Regions from separate parts of the Mus musculus genome. Here regions 2 and 3 are each linked to region 1. A link is a contact called in public HiChIP or PLAC-seq data. All regions are on one chromosome and are shown on one strand. Each heading gives the region's core, a stretch centred on a gene start, on an enhancer-like site or on the middle of the called end of the contact. The rest is flanking DNA. Distances are from core to core; before and after follow the strand shown. Region 1 overlaps Ubxn8 (UBX domain protein 8). Region 2 has its middle 3.9 kb from the start of Gm33588. Region 3 has its middle 81 kb from the start of Gm33281.

Evidence for each region. HiChIP or PLAC-seq counts read pairs in DNA pulled down with a chosen protein or histone mark.
Region 2: a contact with region 1 is called in an H3K27ac HiChIP or PLAC-seq map of embryonic stem cells, with 2.1 times the contacts expected there. The contact joins two enhancer-like sites. A contact is called at or near these places in 1 of 115 datasets of contacts at active chromatin or transcription factors (embryonic stem cells) and 1 of 9 other capture datasets (adipose tissue).
Region 3: a contact with region 1 is called in an H3K27ac HiChIP or PLAC-seq map of embryonic stem cells, with 5 times the contacts expected there. The contact joins two enhancer-like sites. A contact is called at or near these places in 2 of 484 Hi-C or Micro-C datasets (bone marrow-derived macrophages and embryonic limb bud) and 3 of 115 datasets of contacts at active chromatin or transcription factors (all in embryonic stem cells).

The regions. Positions count from the first base shown.
Region 1 is chr8:33,623,014-33,626,739 of GRCm38.p6, forward strand. It overlaps Ubxn8 (UBX domain protein 8), which reads right to left. Exons shown (of 8, transcript NM_178648.2): 6 at 3,311-3,352; 7 at 149-223. Among named protein-coding and RNA genes, the nearest start is that of Ubxn8, 17 kb to the right of the region's middle. Within about 2 kb of position 2,273, at least 38 of the 459 cell types and tissues checked have an H3K27ac peak or open chromatin away from gene starts, as enhancers often do. A contact at or near this core is called in embryonic stem cells, where this site is marked.
Region 2 is chr8:33,958,665-33,962,018 of GRCm38.p6, forward strand. No RefSeq gene overlaps it. Among named protein-coding and RNA genes, the nearest start is that of Gm33588, 3.9 kb to the right of the region's middle. Within about 2 kb of position 1,742, at least 13 of the 459 cell types and tissues checked have an H3K27ac peak or open chromatin away from gene starts, as enhancers often do. A contact at or near this core is called in embryonic stem cells, where this site is marked.
Region 3 is chr8:33,228,834-33,232,493 of GRCm38.p6, forward strand. No RefSeq gene overlaps it. Among named protein-coding and RNA genes, the nearest start is that of Gm33281, 81 kb to the left of the region's middle. Within about 2 kb of position 2,083, at least 6 of the 459 cell types and tissues checked have an H3K27ac peak or open chromatin away from gene starts, as enhancers often do. A contact at or near this core is called in embryonic stem cells, where this site is marked.

The sequences.
Region 1 (3,726 bases), core at 1,023-3,522:
GTTAATGTAGAGATCACAACTTAAACCCTCAGTCTGCAATGCAGAACCTTCACATTGTCTGTCTGTGTGGTCTTGTCTCCCACTGCATTTGAACACAATGTTGACAAATTTCATAAGACAATATTTCTGAAAACATTGGTTTCCTCACCTGTGAATTCCACGACTTGAAAAATCTTCTCCTCAGAACACGTCCATTTGGGCATCGAAGGGCAACAGTAACTACCTGTGGATTACAAATGTAAGCTACACTGGGCGTGGTGGCGCACACCTTTAATCCCAGCACTCGGGAGGCAGAGGCAGGCGGATTTCTGAGTTCAAAGCCAGCCAGGGCTATACAGAGAGACCCTGTCTTCGAAAACCCCCTTCCCCCAAAAAACAAACAAACAAAAAAAACAAACGTAAGCTACAGTGGTCACCCAGACCTATGGTCCACACAGGATGCCCAGGTAGGAAGATGCAAATCTGAGGCCAGCCTAAGTGACAAAGCAAGATCTCATCTCAGGAACAAGACAGAAGTCCAGATGGGAACTCTAGCTAGCCTGGGGATAAGGCTCAGCTGGTATAAGAGTGCCTAGCAACACAACGCCCTGGGTTCACTACCCACCACCCCATGCACCACACTGGAGAGAGCATCATGTGTACTATATGGATGCACCACCTGTCAATTTAAAAGCCATAGGGTCTATAGCTTGGGCAGGAAATGGAAATGGAGGGTAGAGCACCCAGGAGACAAAGGATTCTGGGATAGAGCCAGACTGGCTATCCACCTGGGATGAGGTAAGGAGAAGGATGCATGGTAGCTGAATGCAGTCACGTGACAGAATGTAGGTTAAAATAATTGGGTTATTTTAGCTATGATCTACTCAGAGTAGAGCCTAGCTGTATGGCCAAGGTATATATAAATATACTTTTGAGTCTGAGTCTTATTTCTGAGAGCATGTGGCTAGGAAGAAGAACCAGGACCTAACTCTATACCACATATGGTGGTACAAGCAGTTCCTTCCTAGCTGCAAAGGTAGAGCCAAGAGGACCAGACGCTCAAGATGATCTGCAACTACACAGTGGGTCTGAGGACATCCTTGACTACATGAAACTACCTCAAAAAAAAAAAAAATGTGTAAGTAGGTAGAAGAGATGGTTACGCACACTGGCTGATCTCCCAGAAGACCCAAGTTCAATTCCCAGCACCTACATAGCAGCTGACAAACTAACCCCAACCCTAGGGTTATGATGCACTCTTTGGACATGCACAGGTGTGGTGGTTTGAATAGTTAGCCCCATAGACGCATGTGTTTGAATGCTTGGCCATAGGGAGTGATACTAGTAGGAGGTGTGGCCTTGTTAGAGGAAGTGTGTCACTACACTCAGTGACACAGTCTTCTGTTTTCTATGAATCAAGATGTAGAACTCTCAGCTCCATCTCCAGTACCATGTCTGCCTGGATGCTGCCATGTTTCCCACCACGATGATAATGGACTAAACAGGGCTGGAGCGATGGCTCTGGTTAGGAGCACTGACTGCTCTTCCCAAGATCAAATCCCAGCGACCACATGGTGGCTCACAACCATCCGTGATGAGATCTGATGCCCTCTTCTGGGGTGTCTGAAGACAGCTACAGTATACTTATATATAATAAAAAAATAAATTTTTTTTTAAAAAAGATAATGGACTAAACCTCTGGAACTGTATGCCAGTCCAAATTAAAGTTTTCCTTTATAGAGTTGCCAAGGTCATGGTGTCCCTTCACAGCAATAATAGTCTTAAGATAATGGGCATGCATGTGGTGGACAGACAGACATATATTCAGGCAAAACACTCATACATATCAAATGATTTGGGGATATCTTATCAACTGAATAAGAAAGGTGCCCCTGGGCTGGTGAGATGGCTCATGCGGTTAAGAGCACTGACTGTTCTTCCGTAGGTCCTGAGTTCAAATCCCAACAACCACATGGTGGCTCACAACCATCCGTAATGAGATCTGTCGCCCTCTTCTGGTGTGTCTGAAAACAGCTATACTGTACTTACGTATAATAATAAATCTTAAAGAAAAAAAAGGTGTCCCTGTTTTCTCAATTGTTAATTTCTACTCCAGGATAGCAGAATATGTAAATATTTGTCACTTTCATACCTGCCCCAAAAGGCAGGCTGCAGCAGGGGAAGCCACTTAGCCCTTAATGCCAAAAGGCAACAGAGAGATGGACCAGGCATTGTCCTGGGGCTGCTTGGTTCAGATGGAATGAATAAATGTGACTTTTTGCATAATAAAGAGCTAGCTGCTGGAGCTGGGGCAGAACCACTGGAGAGAGAGAAAGTCAGAGACGGAGGCTTGCTCATCAGGAGAAGAGCAAGGACGTACAGCAAGGAGAGCCACGTGCAGAGGTGTAATGGTGGGGCAGTTAGGTTAAGTCAGATGGGCTAGCTGAGGCCTGCCCTCAGCAAACAAGCCTTATACTCTACAGATGTCCCCATGCCTCTATTGTTAAACCACAGGCAGGACCCTTGAGAACTCCACAATAAAATCTAAAAGAAAAAACTGTGTGTATTTTAAAGGGGCTGGAGAGCATGTGCTGCTTCTGCAGAGGACCTGGGTTCAGTTGCCAACACCCACATCAGGTGATTCACAACCGCCAGCAACCCCGTCCTAGGGAATCTAACAACCGCCCCTGGCCTCCGTGGGCACCTGCACTCGTGTGGGGCACAAACTCTTGCAGGCACACACACACACACAAATGTCTTTCTCCTGGGGATTCCGTATCTGGATTGCTCTCAATTATCTTTATCTGTGAGAAAGCTTCAGATTTTCCAAAGTAGTAACATGCATGGCTGCTTCAAAAGCTGTTTTCTTAGGAGTCTAATGGATGCTAAACTTCATGGGATGCAGACAGTTCTCTTTCTAGGCATGCTGACTAATAACTTCATGGTTCTAAAGGCACATGGTCCCCTGCATCAGACCGTCATCTGTAACTAAGCCAGCCAGGAGCAGAAAAGACAAACGGTGACAGGCAGGTGCAGAATCTATCCTGTCCCAGCCCAGCCACAGCAGACCTCTCTCTAACTGCACCAGCAGCTGCAGGCTGCATCTTAAGTAGAGGACTACAGGGAAGCCTGTGTCAGTACTGCTGTTAGCAGTAAGCCGGGCTGTACCCTCCCACACAGCAGCACTCAGCTGAGCATCTATCTGATGCCAAGCTCAGACCTGATTCCAAGGCAACTGCCAGGAACCCGCTCTTCTCCCCATGTCCATGGGGAGGCAGGACTTGCCTGATGTCAGACAAAGGAAAGGGAGTTAAGAGAAACGGCGGCGTACCTCTTCAGCTGTTTCTGATGGTTCTTCAGGTAAATCAGGAACCTAAAGAAATATGAAATGGACATATGAGAACTCTCAAGAAGAACCCTGTTCAACAGGCTACATGCATCTAGGGTTTAAAAGGCTTCCTAAAATATCTACATCTGACAGGCATGGTGGCGCATGCCTTTAATCCCAGCACTTGGGAGGCAGGGGCAGGCGGATTTCTGAGTTCGAGGCCAGCCTGGTCTACAGAGTGAGTTCCAGGACAGCCAGGGCTACACAGAGAAACCCTGTCTCGAAAAACAAAAAAATAAAATAAAATAAAAAATTTACATCTATCAGACCTTTACAGTGAACCAGGCCTGGAGGCTCAATTAATGGTGCTTGCTGTCTAGCGTGACCTGCGTTTTGATTCCCAGGACCCACATGGAGGA
Region 2 (3,354 bases), core at 492-2,991, 340 kb after region 1:
CCTCCCACCCGGGGCTGAGGCAGGTATCTGTCCTTGGGTGTGTGTCCTTGATCCTTGTGGCGGTGGTGGTAGGGGGAGGCAAGAGGTGCAGGCCATGCTGTGCCTACAAAAAGATCTACAAAAGTCCTTTTGCAGACCTTTACTTAGGTGAATCTGGGATAGTTCAGGAAAAGAACTTCAGAAGAGCAAGAGCCCAGCACCCACATACAAGAAGAGTATGGCCGCACGCGCCTATGATCCCTGGGTTGCTGGGCAGCGTTAGACTGATCGTAGGGAGCACACTGTCCAACCAGCTTAAAAACGGCAAGCTCCAGGCTTAGTGAGAGACCTTGCCTCAAAAAATAAGGTGGAAGGGCTGTAGAGAGGTCTCCGGGGTAAAAAGCATTTGTTGGCGTTCTCAACAAGCTTAGGTCCTGTTTGGCTCATAAACAGCCATTCACAACTCCAGTTCCCGAGGGGATGACGCCCTCTTCTGACCTCCTCGGGTACTGCATGCGCAGTATACTAGTATATATACACATACTCCCACAGATCAAATAAATCAAATAGAAATGGAATCTCAAGTAAAAAAAAAAATTTTTTTTTTTTTTGGTGTTTTTGAGACAGGGTTTCTCTGTATAGTCCTGGCTGTCCTGGAACTCACTTTGTAGACCAGGCTGGCCACGAACTCAGAAATCCGCCTGCCTCTGCCTCCCAAGTGCTGGGATTAAAGGCGTGCGCCACCACGCCCGGCTCAAGTAAAATTTTTATAAAGGTAGGAATAGAAGACATTTGAAGTCCTCTAACCTCTGTGCACACGCACAAGCGCAGGCACACACAATGATGAGTATTCTATAACAGTAAAATGATCCAATTCAAGGCAAGGAAGGAGACCAGGGAGGTTGCCATGGGAAAGAGTAGAAGAATTTGCATGCACAGAGAGAGGGAAAATGTAGAGAGGCGGAAGAGAGAAGAGGAAAAAATGTCTGGAGTATATAGGGAAGAGCCTCCGGGGGAGGGGAGCCCAGCCCCTGGGCTGGAAAGTTTAACATAGAGAGCGGGGTGTGCCAGCCATATCCTATAGCTGATAGGGGCTGGGGCATTCGGGGAGTACCTCGGGCCCAGGTCCACTTGGGTATGTAAAATATGTACCTCAGCCATTTGTCCTGGGTCTAAATCTCGACACACATGTGTATTTATTTAACACATACACTCACACACAAAGGTGATAGGTTATTTCTCTGCTGTCGGTAAAATGAGCCAATTTGAGCCAGATTAGATTATATTAAAGGCAGATTTATTGGGAAGCTGCTCTCCGGTGGGGCGAGTTCAGGGGTTAGGGTTAGAGTTAGGGTTAGGGCCCTAGGCCAGGGAAGTCACCATAGGAAAAAAGGGAGGGAGGGAGTGAGGAGAGGAAGAGAGAAAGGGGTGAGTGTGCTGAGAGAGGGGGGGTGAGCGCTCTGAGAGAGGAGAGAGGGAGAGGGAGGGAGGGAGGGAGGGAGGGAGGAAGGGAGAGAGAGAGAGAAAGGCAGACAGACAGATAGACAGACAGAACCCAGAACCTTGGGAGAAGGACAATGAAGGCTAATGCACACCCTGGACAACCATCTTGTGCAGGGTATTGCTGGTTTCTGACGTCAGTCACATCGTTCACGAGGCTTTTAACTTTCTTGATTTGTTTTTCCATTTAGTAAATGAGTCTATTGTGTGATGGGCGCTGCGTGCCGGGTAAGATTACAGGCTCATAAAGAGCAGAGGGCAAAGGGGTTAAAGGAATCCTCACGGTACAGGTCCTGAGGTGGGTAGGATCTGTTGACTGTAAACAGGCTTCCTCTAATCTTATTTTTGAGGTTCCCAGGAAGTTTCAGGTTCCCAGCTGGCAAGGGAATAAGGCTTGAAGGTCATATGTGCTCTGGCCTCAGGGAAGCCTCCTTGCTATTTTAATATTTTTATTTGCAGTGTCTATATGAGTGTTGTCTGCATATAAACATCCTTTGAAGGAGTTTGTTAGTTGTGTTAAAATCCTTTTTTTCCTAGCTGGTGAGTTGCTAATTTGGTCACCTTGGGGTGAGGGTCCCCTTTCTCTTTTACATATGTCCTTAATCTTTTCCTGCTTCAGTGGGGGCTCTGACCCTGGGCAGGTCCAGGGTTGGCACCCCAGTTGCTAGGCTAATTTGGCACTAGTAGTGTATGGGTGTGTTTTGTTCCTTTTGTGCCCAGAGCAAACACTACCAGGCTGACCCGCGACTCTTCTTTCCTCCCCGTGGTGACCCTTCTCTTCTTTGAAGGGCGCTTCTGCTAATTTTGGCATAGGGTTCACTCTAATCCCATACCAGGCAAACTCAAAGGAAACATCACATCTAACCACTAAGAAAGGAAAGAGAGAAAGAAAGAAAGAAAGAAAGAAAGAAAGAAAGAAAGAAAGAAAGAAAGAAAGAAAAGGAAGAAAGGAAGAAAGAAAGAAAGAACGAACGAACGAACGAACGAACGAAAGAAAGAAAGAAAGAAAGAAAGAAAGAAAGAAAGGAGGGAGAGAAGGAGGGAGGCGGTGAAGAGGTTAGCTCAGGAACTTTGGGAAGGTTCTAGAATCCTTGCCCCTCCAGAAGGAAGAGGCTAATTAGCATTCTTCAGACCACAGGGGTGAAGGGTGGGGGTGGGGTGGGAGTGAGGAGGATGACATCGACCTTCAGGTGGGGACACATTCTGCAGGGTAGACCTTGGCCACCTATGGACAGGAGAAGTCCTTGACTCCTCATTCCCTAGAGACCAATCAGTTTAAAAAGTCACACTGTTCTGCCAATCACATTGTGCCTAATGGCTGCTGCTCTGAAAACTGTATACAGACTGACCAAATGGGCTGGCGGGTGGTGGGGGCGTGTCACCGTCTCTCCTTCAGGTGTAGGGTGACCCCCAACTCGTTGGAACAATAAGTTCCTCTTGCTTTTTGCATCTCTGCTGGCTCACTCAGGGCGTCCCTGGTAAGCTATGGCTTGCCAGAGTCTTGCAGAGGAAGAGGGAAGGGGGGGGGGGAGGGAGGAGGAGGCAGAGAAGGAGGAGGAGGGAGGAGGAGGCAGAGAGGGTGGGAGTGATAGGTGGGAGAGGAGGGAAGGAAAGGAACTGAGCAGCTATAATAAGGCGTGATAGTCTTGGATGTTTGGAAGTATGGGTAAGCAACTGAAAGGTCAGAAGTTCTCTTTTGAATGTTGTCAACATCCATTTTCTTCCTGGTCTATTTGAGTGCACAGGTGTGGTCTCTAAAAGCCCTTTTCCGAACTTGATGGAACTCTTTGTTTTATAAGAAGATGGTTCCGGTTCTGTTTAATTTATAACTCTAGCAGTTTTAAAGCCTTCTCATGACACAACTTGATTTTTTTT
Region 3 (3,660 bases), core at 833-3,332, 390 kb before region 1:
CATTGTTGGTGGGATTGCAGGCTTGTACAACCACTCTGGAAATCCGTCTGGCGGTTCCTCAGAAAATTGGACATAGTATTACCGGAGGATCCAGCAATACCTCTCCTGGGCATATATCCAGAAGATGCCCCAACTGGTAAGAAGGACACATGCTCCACTATGTTCATAGCAGCCTTAATTATAATAGCCAGAAGCTGGAAAGAACCCAGATGCCCCTCAACAGAGGAATGGATACAGAAAATGTGGTACATCTACACAATGGAGTACTACTCAGCTATTAAAAAGAATGAATTTATGAAATTCCTAGCCAAATGGATGGACCTGGAGGGCATCATCCTGAGTGAGGTAACACATTCACAAAGGAACTCACACAATATGTACTCACTGATAAGTGGATATTAGCCCAAAACCTAGGATACCCAAGATATAAGATACAATTTCCTAAACACATGAAACTCAAGAAAAATGAAGACTGAAGTGTGGACACTCTGCCCCTCCTTAGAAGTGGGAACAAAACACCCTTGGAAGGAGTTACAGAGACAAAGTTTGGAGCTGAGATGAAAGGATGGACCATGTAGAGACTGCCTTATCCAGGGATCCACCCCATAATCAGCATCCAAACGCTGACACCATTGCATACACTAGCAAGATTTTATCGAAAGGACCCAGATGTAGCTGTCTCTTGTGAGACTATGCCGGGGCCTAGCAAACACAGAAGTGGATGCCCACAGTCAGCTAATGGATGGATCACAGGGCTCCCAATGGAGGAGCCAGAGAAAGTACCCAAGGAGCTAAAGGGATCTGCAACCCTATAGGTGGATCAACATTATGAACTAACCAGTACCCCGGAGCTCTTGACTCTAGCTGCATATGTATCAAAAGATGGCCTAGTCGGCCATCACTGGAAAGAGAGGCTCATTGGACACACAAACTTTATATGCCCCAGAACAGGGGAACGCCAGGGCCAAAAAGGGGGAGTGGGCGGGTAGGGGAGTGGGGGTGGGTGGGTATGGGGGACTTTTGGTATAGCATTGGAAATGTAAATGAGCTAAATACCTAATAAAAAATGGAAAGAAAAAAAAGGTAGATCATTACAAGGCAAGGCTATTTAGAGTATTAAAATATCAATAAGATAATTCCTGTTCAAAATGTCTGTAGTGGGTTTCCTTTCTCTCATGATACTCTCATGATAAACTTGAATCCTCATATACTTGGAGTGGCTTCCTGGTCTTTTGTATACCAAAGATCAGGAAGCCACTACAAGAAGTTTTAGCAATAAAGATGACAGAATGATGCCTGAAAAAAAAAAAAAAAAAAAAAAAAGAGTCCCAAGGAAGTGCAAAGTCACAAGAGTCGCAAGGAATACCTGGTAATTGTGCAGGTTTCTAAGAGCCCCAACAATAGCACATTTGCATAGTGGGTTCCAGCAATGGTCAAGGTGACTTTCTTTGAATGAACACTCTTTGAACCCAGGAAGCAGGTGGGTGGAGGAATGTCACTATCTGTTTTATGATTAGCATACCTTGGAGCAATGAGTCACAGAGGTCACATTCCCAAGCCTAGGCCTAAAGGCCTAGAATTTTGTTTTTACTTTGTTATACTTTCAAAAACAGACATAAATCCCTCCTCCTCTGTTAAATTTATTTTCAAGTGGGATATATCAAACATAAACATAGTAAGCACAAGTTCTAGTACATCGGAAGTGGGATGCACTGTTTGGTAAATTGGAGCAGTTAAAAGAGACTGTATAGTGCACTCCCGATGTTAAGCAAACCAGTAAAGATGTTGTGGCAGTACCTGGGATTAAAGTCACAGCTTTAGTTTACTAGGCAATGCTGGGATGGGGGCCATAGTCTTTAGTTGCTGGGGCCATCTCGGCTGTTCTTTCTTGGTTCTCTCTTGGGGTAAGTGGAAGGGGAAGAGCATCAGTGGGGGCAAGACTTGGTCTTGTGAGATATTTAGGGTTGCCTTTTCTATAATAAAATGCTTGCTAGTCTTAGGTCTGAGTTCCTTGGCAATGGTAGCTGACCTGCCTCAGAGGCCAGAAACTGCACTCTCTGGTGTTTAGCACCTCAACATGAAACAGCAGGGAGTTAAATAAAAGGATTTATTGCTGGTGTGCTTTTCTCTAGTGAATGAGCCAGAAGCCTCTCCGGCTATGCTGGTTAACTCTTTGCGAACCAGAGAGGAAGGAAAGGAAAAGAATTAAGATGCTTTATATAGGCAAATATGCACAGACTCGTGAACATTCAAGCATTCATACACCCATACTGTGCCTGGGGCTGACCGTCTGTCACAATCAACTCCACAAGTATTCATGCATGCTTACACATATACATATACCTACACACAAACATGTAGACAAACAGACACACACATTTGGGTGGGTGGATGGATGGATGGATGTGACAGTTTTTGCATGGCCTTGCTTTATCATAGTACACACCTGTGACTTTATCTTTGGACCTAAATGTTTTTCCTTGGACACGAAATTGTCCCAAGTCCGTTTCTTTTTTTAGTGTGATTTTGGAAGCTCACTGTATTTCTTATTATGCAGCCTTTACTTACTATTCTGAGGAGTGGGTACATTCTATTCTTGATTTTAACTTTATTACATCTTTCTAGCAACTAAGACCATCTCAAGGGCTGGAGAGATGGCTCAGCGGTTAAGAGCACTGACTGCTCTTCCGAAGGTCCTGAGTTCAGTTCCTGGCAACCATATGGTGGCTCACAACCATCTTTAACAAGATCTGGCACCCTCTTCTGGAGTGTCTGGAGACAGCTACAGTGTACTTACATATAATAAATAAATAGATCTTTAAAAAAAAAAAGACCATCTCTAAAAACTTTCTTCCTAAAATTATTTGGATTACATCAGGAATTCTAAAGAATCATTATTTTTTTGTCTATATAGCATCACTACAAGATAGCATATCTTCATAGGTCTGCAAAAACCTGCTCAAACTGGTGGGCCAATACCTAGTAATTGTTATATATTTGGTAATAACAAAAAAGCATATTAATAGCAGGAATTGTTCCTCAGCCTATCCTAGAGAAGCAAATCCACCATAGATTGACAGTCTATGGCAGAACCATCTCAGGAAGATCGACTACTAGTTTCCAGCTTCTCCTAAATGGCTCTTGGCATTTAGTATACAGGGCAGTGCTGGGGTGGGAGTGCACTCGGTGAGCCCCCTGCCTCTGAGCTACCCCAGCCCTTCCATTGAACAGGAGGGAAAGACTGAGGACTTTGCCATGGTTAACAGAGAGTCTTGTAAGAGAAAAGAAGAGCTAATGAGGACATCATGCCATCTTGAGCATCTTTAAGGACACAGAAAGATGGAATAAGGCTTAAACAAACAGGCAGATCCCGCGAGGCCTCAGCCTCGGCTGTACTGCAGGAGTTTCATTTTAAGACCATTCAGTCCTGGGCATGGGCACATCTGTAATCCCCAAGCCCAGGTCACAAGTCTAAAGCAAGCCTAGAGACCACATAATGAAAGTCTCGATGACAGAAACAAAACAAAACAAAAAGCAAAAAGTCAAAGCAATGCTGTTCCAGTTAGTAGGAAAAAATTATGTACTACCCGACAATATGCAGTCAGCTAAAGAATTCATAGTATACCCATATAACAAATAACATACTCTGATAGCTTTCAA